Regions from separate parts of the Mus musculus genome. Here all the other regions are linked to region 3. Evidence: chromatin contacts called from public HiCAR-type and promoter capture Hi-C data. All regions are on one chromosome and are shown on one strand. The core of a region is the stretch at or near the end of the contact, and the rest is flanking DNA. Distances in the headings are between cores, read along the strand shown. Region 1 overlaps Gabrb1 (gamma-aminobutyric acid (GABA) A receptor, subunit beta 1). Region 2 holds the start of Gabrb1 (gamma-aminobutyric acid (GABA) A receptor, subunit beta 1). Region 3 holds the start of Gabra2 (gamma-aminobutyric acid (GABA) A receptor, subunit alpha 2).

Region 1 (2,700 bases), core at 132-2,631, 1.0 Mb after region 3:
CAGCCGTAACTTTGCCAAACGACCTTTTTATCTTCCCTATGAGTCAGGTAGCACAGATCATTGGCCCTGTTTCCACGGATAGAAACTTGGAAGCGTTCAGCCTTCCCAATCAGGTCATGAATGTCTGTGCTTTTATTTCCCCCACCTGAAAAGTAAGAATTATCATCATTGCTTTTCTTTCCAGGCCAAAGATCGGACAATAGCTACAGAGCAATACCCTTCTGCGACTGCTGTGCCCAACCCATTCTGCACCGGGCAGCTCTAAAAATACATTTGTATTTGCCTGCTTTCCTATTTCATGCTCATCAGAAAGAAAGCCTTTGACATAAAGAAAATGGCAACAAGCCACACGTTCCATCAATGTAACTGCCAAATTACATGGGGAAAAAAATCAATTCTAGAAAAACCAATAATAGTAGTCAGACAGTGGGGTTTTTCAGCATGCCCCAACACAATGCAATTTTAAAAGCACAAATATTAATGTGACCAACATGTCTAATATAATAACCTCTGCAACACTGACCTAGCACCTGGAATTGAATGTAGACAAGCTCTAGACACAAACCACAGAATAGCTTTAGATTTCTAGCATTTGACTCATGTGGATTCCAAACGGCAAGGGATTATGGGGGAAATCCATAGTAGTCGATGAGCCATAGAAGCTTACGGTTTCTGGCTCTTGAAGACTGTCCACCCTGACCTAGAAGAGATTCTAATAGCAATAGGCTTGTGAAAACCCATGGCAGGGACCACACACCTTACCTCTACAGAAGGAAAAAGCATCATGTTTAAAAACTGTATGCTGTAGATTCACTGTTACCTGCGGGTGAATGAAAAGCAGTGTGAAACTAAAAATAAACAGTTTATCCCTAAAGTGAGTCGGACTCTGGTTGGCTCATAAAGTCAGAAACTGAGCTCTATCTTCAGCCAATCATGTGTTTTAACATATCTTACTTCTATGGTTTACTTAGTCTCAACCGAGAGATATGAAGATATGAAGAATGGATTCATGGCATACATATATCATACACAGGCCATAGAGTTTTGTTGCTTTGTCCACACATTTGGGATACTACAGGGTCATTTTCAAGATGACAGTGATAATAAGGTCACAGGCCAAGCACCAGGCACACCAAAGCAGGTCATTTGCCACGCTTGCTTTAAGCACCAACTAACGTTCCATTATTAAATTAGATCCTCGGCTTTAAATCTGAATTCGTGGCAAAGTACATTAATCATAATTGTTCTAGGATCGTTTAATATAAGCTAATTTCAAAATAAAACCTCCTGAGAATCAATGATCCAAAATTTAAAATCACTGTGAAAAAGCTAGAACTCTTCCTTATGCCTAACAGAAAGGGTGCAATTTTCAGATCTGAAAGCACAGTCTAGTCTAAAAAGTCTTGGGTGCCCTCTACAGGTTAACTGTGTAGTTTTGGGTTTCTGTGTTTCCCATTTCTCAAAATAGATTTTGGCGATTTCTGGAACATAAAAAAAGTGATTTACTGGGGTTTCCTTTCAAAGGTATGGCATACTTACACACTAAAGTTGTCAAATACGTTTCCATTGCCCGTCGTCTTGACATCCATGGAAAGCTACTTTTAACTATTTCTATACAGGTTCTTTACCGTGGCTTCTCATTTATTTTTGACAATTTTATACATATGATACATTTTCCTTACAGTTACAGCATCCCATACTCTCTAGTGTCCTTCCTACACCCCCCCCACACACACACACCAATAACCCTCTCTTCTGAATTAATCAGCCTCTGACTAGCATATCAGTCTCCTTTTGTTTTTGCTATCGCTTTGTGGCCTGGTGAGTTTAACCAGGGCCACTGGCTTTGGCTTTGACATGAAGCTGTGTATTGGACTATCCGCAACTCATCAGTACCTACATCAGTGAAGACAACTGATTCTCTCCTCACCTCCAGCAGCCATCAACTGCCAACTCCTCCCCCAAGGAGGGGCCTGGCCCCATGAGTACTTACTGGCATTCATTACTACATGTGGGAAGGCCTAGTATTGTGTGGTCCGTGCAAAGAACTATATCTGTTGTGAGTTCATAAGTGTGACAGCCATGTCATTCTCAGAAAACAGTGTGACATGGCCCTTTTCTCCATCTGAATCCTACTTCATTCTCCCCACCCCCTCTTTGCTGGTGTTCCCTGGGCTGTGGAAAAGAATGTCCATTTGAAGGAAGAGTACACAATAGACATTTATGGTACGTGGCCAACCATGAGTCTCTGCATTAGCAGCTACTCCTTCCAAATAGAAGCAACCATGACCAAGGTTGAGGAAGCATCTGTCTATCGATCTAGACATAAATACTCAGGAGACAGTTTCAATTCAATTATCAAACAGAAGCAGTAGATGTAGGGCCTAAGATTGCACAGCTGTGGACCTCAGTACTATGCTTTAACTCGCTATTGTGGAGGTGACTTCAGAGCCCATGAGAATGCACTTGGGTACTCTCATAGTAGTCAGTCTACTATTGAACCATGAGCCTATCTTGTCTGGAAAGTTGGTGTTCTAGAATCCAAGGTCTCCAAGAAGATCGATGACTTTTCTCTTCCAGGTTACTACATAGCAATTTCTACCATTGTGAATGCTATTTACCAGGGAGGAAAAAGGCAGTTCAGTTACACCATATTTTCTCTACGTCCTACATTCAAAGTGTGTGGTGTCTTCGGCAATA
Region 2 (2,700 bases), core at 59-2,558, 600 kb after region 3:
CCCCCACAATGGATCTCTTTTGCATACAGTTATAGAAGTACTTTTTCCAGTCTGTAAGATTTAGTACATACTGTTCTCCCTCAAGAAGAATTCCCCTTCCTTGCCAGACAAAAGCTTTGTCTTCTGTTCTTTGTTTGCTTGTTTGTTTGTTTTTTCTTCTCCTCTAAGGTAATTTTTAGTGCTTCTTGGTTTGGTAATAATTCTTCAGTTTACACAGACAATATCAGGAAGAAGTGATTTCTTTTTGCTTATCTTTGTAAGGGGTTTGTGAAAAGTTTACTCTAAGTTTCAGAATACCTAGTATCAAATGAAGACTTGATATATGCTATTTAACAAAGGGCATGAATCCATCCCAGAATCTCCAACCACCTAACATGTTTTTTAGTGATATGTACTGAATTGCATTTCCTAACTTCCCTTTATTTGAAAGAAGATTGGCTTTTCCCGGGCTGCATAAGGCATATTAGACTGAGGATGTTCAGTGTTCAATTTAGGGATTAAGAACAGGAGCTAGCACACTGACAGTTATAAGCAAAAAGCTTGGGCGACTAAAACCTACAAGATTTACCAGCAAAGGTCCTGGAAAAAAAGATTGATTGCCAGGGTTGCTTCATTCTTCTTCTCTTCACTTCCCATTCCAAGTGGACTGATGGAGATGGGAGCTAAAGGAAAAGCATACATTTAAAAGTTAGTCAGTTCTCTCCTCCCCCCCCCCCCCCTCCAATTCCACAAGCAAGCAGCTGTCTTCATAACCTCCGAAGAGAGGACAAGACTCCCAAACCCTCCCTGTGTTTCCTCCTCCCCACCCCCAAACTCCTTTTCCGGGCCGGCCGGCCGGGCAGTCTCTGCCCACTCCCCTCCCCAGCACCCTCCCCATCTTTTCTACAGACAACCAGAGAACCATCTCCAGACTTCTTGTTCTAGGACCTCTATAACTGTCAACAAAAGATGCCAGACAGCCTTAGCCAGATCATTGAAAGCCCTGTTTTAAAAAAGAAAAAAAAAAGAAGGAAAAGAAAAGAAAGAAGGAAAAGAAAAGGAAAAAGAAAAAAATTCAAGCTTAGGACAGGAGGGAAAGGAACACAGCAAACCACAGCTCAGGAAAACTGGGCACACACACACACACACAGGCACGTTGGCTCCTTTGCATAGAGACAGCAGGTTGTATTCGACTACCCAGAGAACGCGGAGCACCTCAGACAGGAACTTTAAAGGGATTGAAATCTGTTGCCTGTTCCACTAGGAATATTGTTTGCAAGGCACAAGGTGTCTTTTGGTAGTGAGTACCCTCTGCGCATGCGCAGGTCCATTCGGGAATTACTGCCCAGCCGCCGACTAAGTTGCATTCCTTGAATCTTCGCAGAAAAGACAATTCTTTCATCAGAGTTAGGAATGTGGACAGTACAAAATCGAGAGAGTTTGGGGCTTCTCTCTTTTCCCGTGATGGTTGCTATGGTTTGTTGTGCACACAGGTGAGCTGCCTGCTTCAATCTCTCTCTCTTTTTTTTTCCTTGGTGATTTTCTTCTTCTTCTTTTATTTTTTATTTTCCCGTGCCTGCTGGATCATGTATCTTGTTATTTGGGGGTAGGTGTGCCTGGATCTTTTTTTATGTCTGTTTTCAGTTTGTGATCTTTCTGAATACGGTCCCTACTTCTTCCCTTCAGCTCCAATGAACCCAGCAACATGTCATACGTGAAAGAGACAGTGGACCGACTGCTCAAAGGATATGACATTCGCTTGCGGCCGGACTTTGGAGGTAATGCTTCTTCATTTTTTTTTTCAACCTGTTACCCATCCCTAGTTCACCTTTTCTGTCAGATATAATGCCTCCTTCCCCATTTTACCGTTCCTGTAAACGTGCAATACTACGCCCTGCGCGCACACACACACACACACACACACACACACACACACACACACACACACACCACGCACTATCCCCAATCTCAGGTGGACGTATCCTCAGGCTGAGCTGTCCCTCTCTTCAAGCCGACACACCCTCTGCACTGTCACTGCATCACGCGTGTGCCCACACCTGTTTTCTCCCGCTGTCCCCTACAACAGGAAAGGGGTAGGGAGGGAGCCTGCTTAGTCTGTAATAAGATCTGGGAAGCCCCCAATGTCCCCTCAGCTCCCTGCCACTCAAAGACTGTCTTTGCTGTGGTCCACCTCCCTGGCAGGGCCCCCGGTGGACGTCGGGATGCGGATCGATGTCGCCAGCATAGACATGGTCTCGGAAGTGAATATGGTGAGTGGCCTCCCCAAGGGCTCGGCGGCCGGCCGAGCTTACGCAGATGAGAAATGAACCAGTTCCCCGTCCTCTGCTTTTCATTGGTGGTCACCTCGGCCCTGGTCCCCAGGGTCCCCACTCCGCGCGTACGCCCCACTCCAGTACACACACTGTCGGTCGCCCCACAGTTTGTATTTTCGACACACACACAGGCTACCGCAGTGCTCCGAAGGAGACGTACTCCGCACTATTTTGGGAAGGAAGGGGGACTGTTGCGCCGGTGGATTGGCTGGGGCGGAGTCTGAGCCTTACTTTAGCCGGGTCTCCCCGACTGTCGGGCTGTGCAGGGCACCATCTGCCGGCGGCCAAGTGGTGTACAGTGGGTTCCCCCGGACCAGGGGTTCGCAGCCAGCTGTGGCCAGACAAGAGCCCCAAAATCTCCACAGCTGAGCAGCCTGAAAGCCCCAAC
Region 3 (2,700 bases), core at 189-2,688:
TTTCCACTAAAATAATTGATAATTCCTCAAAATACCTAGTCTTTTAAAGAGTGTGGATACAGTTGTGTCACTTAAAAATCATCCTAGACCTGGAATGAAGAAATCAAAAACAATGCTTCACCTGACTGGGTCCCACACCAGAAGAACAAGCAGCAGAGACCATACATTGCATGTGCTCAATTTTGTCTTCATCTTCTTGTTGCCAAAGCTATGGAAGAAAAAACAAAATTAAATTAAATTTGTTCTCATCCTACCAAGCCAATAACCCAAAAGAATTTCATTTCAATTAGGAGGGGATGTTACTCCTGTCTACTAGGTATAGGACTGGATGACAGGCAATGGGAAAGGATTTTTTTAATGGAAAGATTACACCACTAATACATTTTCCTCTGCCTATAACTTCCCCAGTCCCATCCTCTGAAAAAAAAAAAATCGTTATGCACGCATAAAATGACAACCCGGGACTCTAAACTGACACAGTAGCTGATGAAGAAATAGGTTGGAGGAGTGTGTGCGAAAGAGGTGGGGAGATGGATACTCCACGCCTCACCCTCTCAAGGAAGATCACCTCCGCAACGACAGCAGGAAAAAGCTGGCAGCAAGCAGGCTACTTTTTCATTTCTATCTTTTCCTTACAGTTAATTGTGGTACTCACGTCTTCACTTTACTCAACAACAACCACCATCACACCCTCAAAAAAAAAAAAAAATAGAAAATCAAATCCAAATCATTCGCCCTGCCCTTTCACATTTGCCCACGTCCATGTTCAAGAGGCAGCAGGGTGGAAATCAAGTGCTGCGAACTATGCATTTGACAGCTGCTCTGAGCCAAGACTACCAAAGGAGCGTGAGGCTCCGGATCAGACGCCGCTGAGCAGGCAGGCAGCGCTGCCAGTGTGTGCAAAGTTGGAGACTGTAAAAGAGCCGGGCCAGCGTGCAGCCGCCGGACTGGCTCTTGGATTTTTATTGTAGTTGCGAATATACGTTTCTGGGGAGGGACATTGGAATTCGATCTTGGAGGATGGAGAGACTAGGAGAACCTGAGCCTCCGTGTCGAAGGAGCATGAAGAGTGGAGTGGGTTGGTGGGGTGGGGGTGGCATGCTGGCGAAGCAGAGGGGAATGAGCAAAGGTTACCCCCGCTGCCACCAACGTCTGCGACCCTACCTGAACAGCTAGTAGAAGTAGTAGATGTTTTCCTCCAGTGGCTTTGAATCTGTTTCCACAGAAACTTGAGAGAGAGAGAGAGAGAGAGAGAGAGAGAGAGAGAGAGAGAGAGAGAGAGAGAGAGAGAGAGAGAGAGAGAGACTGCAGCAGCCTAAAGACCAGGCAGCAAACGAATGGATGGGCCGGTGGAAGCTGTAGCAGAGAGCTTGAGGAGTCGTGGCCGCGCGAGGAGTAGGCGGCGAAGGCGTCCGTAGTGGCGGTGATGGGCGGAGGAGGAGGAGGAGGAAGAGGAGGAGGGAGTAGCGATCGCAGGAGCCGGGGTGGGGGCGCGGAGGCGCGATGCGCGCAGGCAGGCAGCAGCGGGCACGAGCCCCGCGCCTGGAGGAGGAGGAGCTAGCCCAAGGAAGAGGATTAAGAAGGTTCCAGGGAATAGGGGACCCCTTATCCCCCACCCCAATCCTGGCCAAGCCACCGCCGCCCTCTGGGCACCTGGGGCAGCACAGCCGGGGTAGCGCGGGGCACCACAGTGCGCCTGGGAGCGCCGCTGCCCGCGCCCACACCGCGCTGGAGGAGTGGAGCCCACACCCTGCCTGGAGCTGGAGGCAGTGAGCTTCCTGGTGTAAGGGTTAGGGGGCGGCTGCTGGTGAGTGTGGGTGCTGAACTGTGAATGGTGTGTGTTTGTGAGGCCCTAGGTCCCACGGGCGGCTCCCTGCCGCTCGTCCCCCGACATCATCCCTAGTGGAGCGACGTGGTTGCCTGGAAGAGGTAACGATGTATGGCTCCCACTGGAGGGCGAAGGGGCTAATCACGCCTTTACTTAGTCATCAGCGCATCCACGCAGGACCATGTTAAACGCACGTTACGTGGAATTACACAGCAGGAAGTTTCTTTGATTTCCTTAGCCCTCTGGATGTACCTCTCTTTGCTCAGCGCTCCCATAATTAGGACCAGTTTCCCCTCAAGCTAGGAGGTCTGGAGACTTGCCCAAAGCGGATCAGTGAGGGCCCTATGCTGACCTTACCCTTCAGGAAAACCCCCTGCTTTCTTTCAGCAATGCTTTACCCTAATCTCTTTGTCCAGGCATTCTCCTTACCTGGTGCTCAAGATTCAGTCTAAGAGCTATAAAAAGTTTATGTTAGCCCTGAGCTAAGGAACCTGCTGCCTTCTTTCCATTGCAGACAGGAACGAGATGGAGCAGTTTGAGGTTTTCCCCCCTTTAGGGCTTTTTCTTGGCAGGGACTTGTAATTCCAAACCTATCATACACTTTGAGAATTCTGTGTTTGATCTGTCTGATGTTTCCTTCCGCTTTATCTGGGGCGATAAAATCGAACCGTGCAACATGAACAGAAAAAGAAAAAGGAAACCAATGAAAAAGAAAAGAAAGATGCATTCCTTTTTGTACTGTGCAGGAAACTGAATCTTAGGAACATTCTACTCAGGCAAACCAGAGCCGCTCTTTATCTTTTTTTCTCAGAAGTTTTCATAAATGTGAGACACTATAAAAGGAGAAAAGGGAGAGTGTCCTAAGCTTGTAC

What was found. Promoter capture Hi-C pulls out the DNA fragments that hold promoters and counts their contacts. HiCAR-type assays count read pairs that join an accessible place to other places.
Region 1: a promoter capture Hi-C map of hippocampal neurons shows a contact between it and region 3, with 6 times the contacts expected there. The contact joins the enhancer-like site here to the promoter of Gabra2 in region 3. A contact is called at or near these places in 5 of 39 promoter capture datasets (cranial neural crest, frontonasal cranial neural crest, hippocampal neurons and 2 more), 3 of 484 Hi-C or Micro-C datasets (cerebral cortex, cortical neurons and forebrain), 4 of 115 datasets of contacts at active chromatin or transcription factors (astrocytes, embryonic forebrain, forebrain and 1 more) and 1 of 9 other capture datasets (embryonic stem cells).
Region 2: a HiCAR-type map of astrocytes shows a contact between it and region 3, with 4 times the contacts expected there. The contact joins the promoter of Gabrb1 here to the promoter of Gabra2 in region 3. A contact is called at or near these places in 1 of 39 promoter capture datasets (the HPC-7 cell line), 2 of 484 Hi-C or Micro-C datasets (both in cortical neurons) and 3 of 115 datasets of contacts at active chromatin or transcription factors (astrocytes, embryonic stem cells and forebrain).

What each region holds. Positions count from the first base shown.
Region 1 is chr5:72,093,385-72,096,084 of GRCm38.p6, forward strand. All of the region lies in intron 5 of Gabrb1 (gamma-aminobutyric acid (GABA) A receptor, subunit beta 1), which reads left to right. Among named protein-coding and RNA genes, the nearest start is that of Commd8, 73 kb to the right of the region's middle. Within about 2 kb of position 1,382, at least 8 of the 459 cell types and tissues checked have an H3K27ac peak or open chromatin away from gene starts, as enhancers often do. A contact at or near this core is called in forebrain and hippocampal neurons, where this site is marked.
Region 2 is chr5:71,698,624-71,701,323 of GRCm38.p6, forward strand. Gabrb1 (gamma-aminobutyric acid (GABA) A receptor, subunit beta 1) reads left to right here and starts at 1,309. Exons shown (of 9, transcript NM_008069.5): 1 at 1,309-1,472; 2 at 1,666-1,757; 3 at 2,182-2,249. The coding sequence starts at 1,393. Gm38562 (a long non-coding RNA gene) reads right to left here. Exons shown (of 4, transcript XR_868471.1): 3 at 569-662.
Region 3 is chr5:71,094,411-71,097,110 of GRCm38.p6, forward strand. It overlaps Gabra2 (gamma-aminobutyric acid (GABA) A receptor, subunit alpha 2), which reads right to left and starts at 1,439. Exons shown (of 10, transcript NM_008066.4): 1 at 1,165-1,439; 2 at 122-208. The coding sequence starts at 192.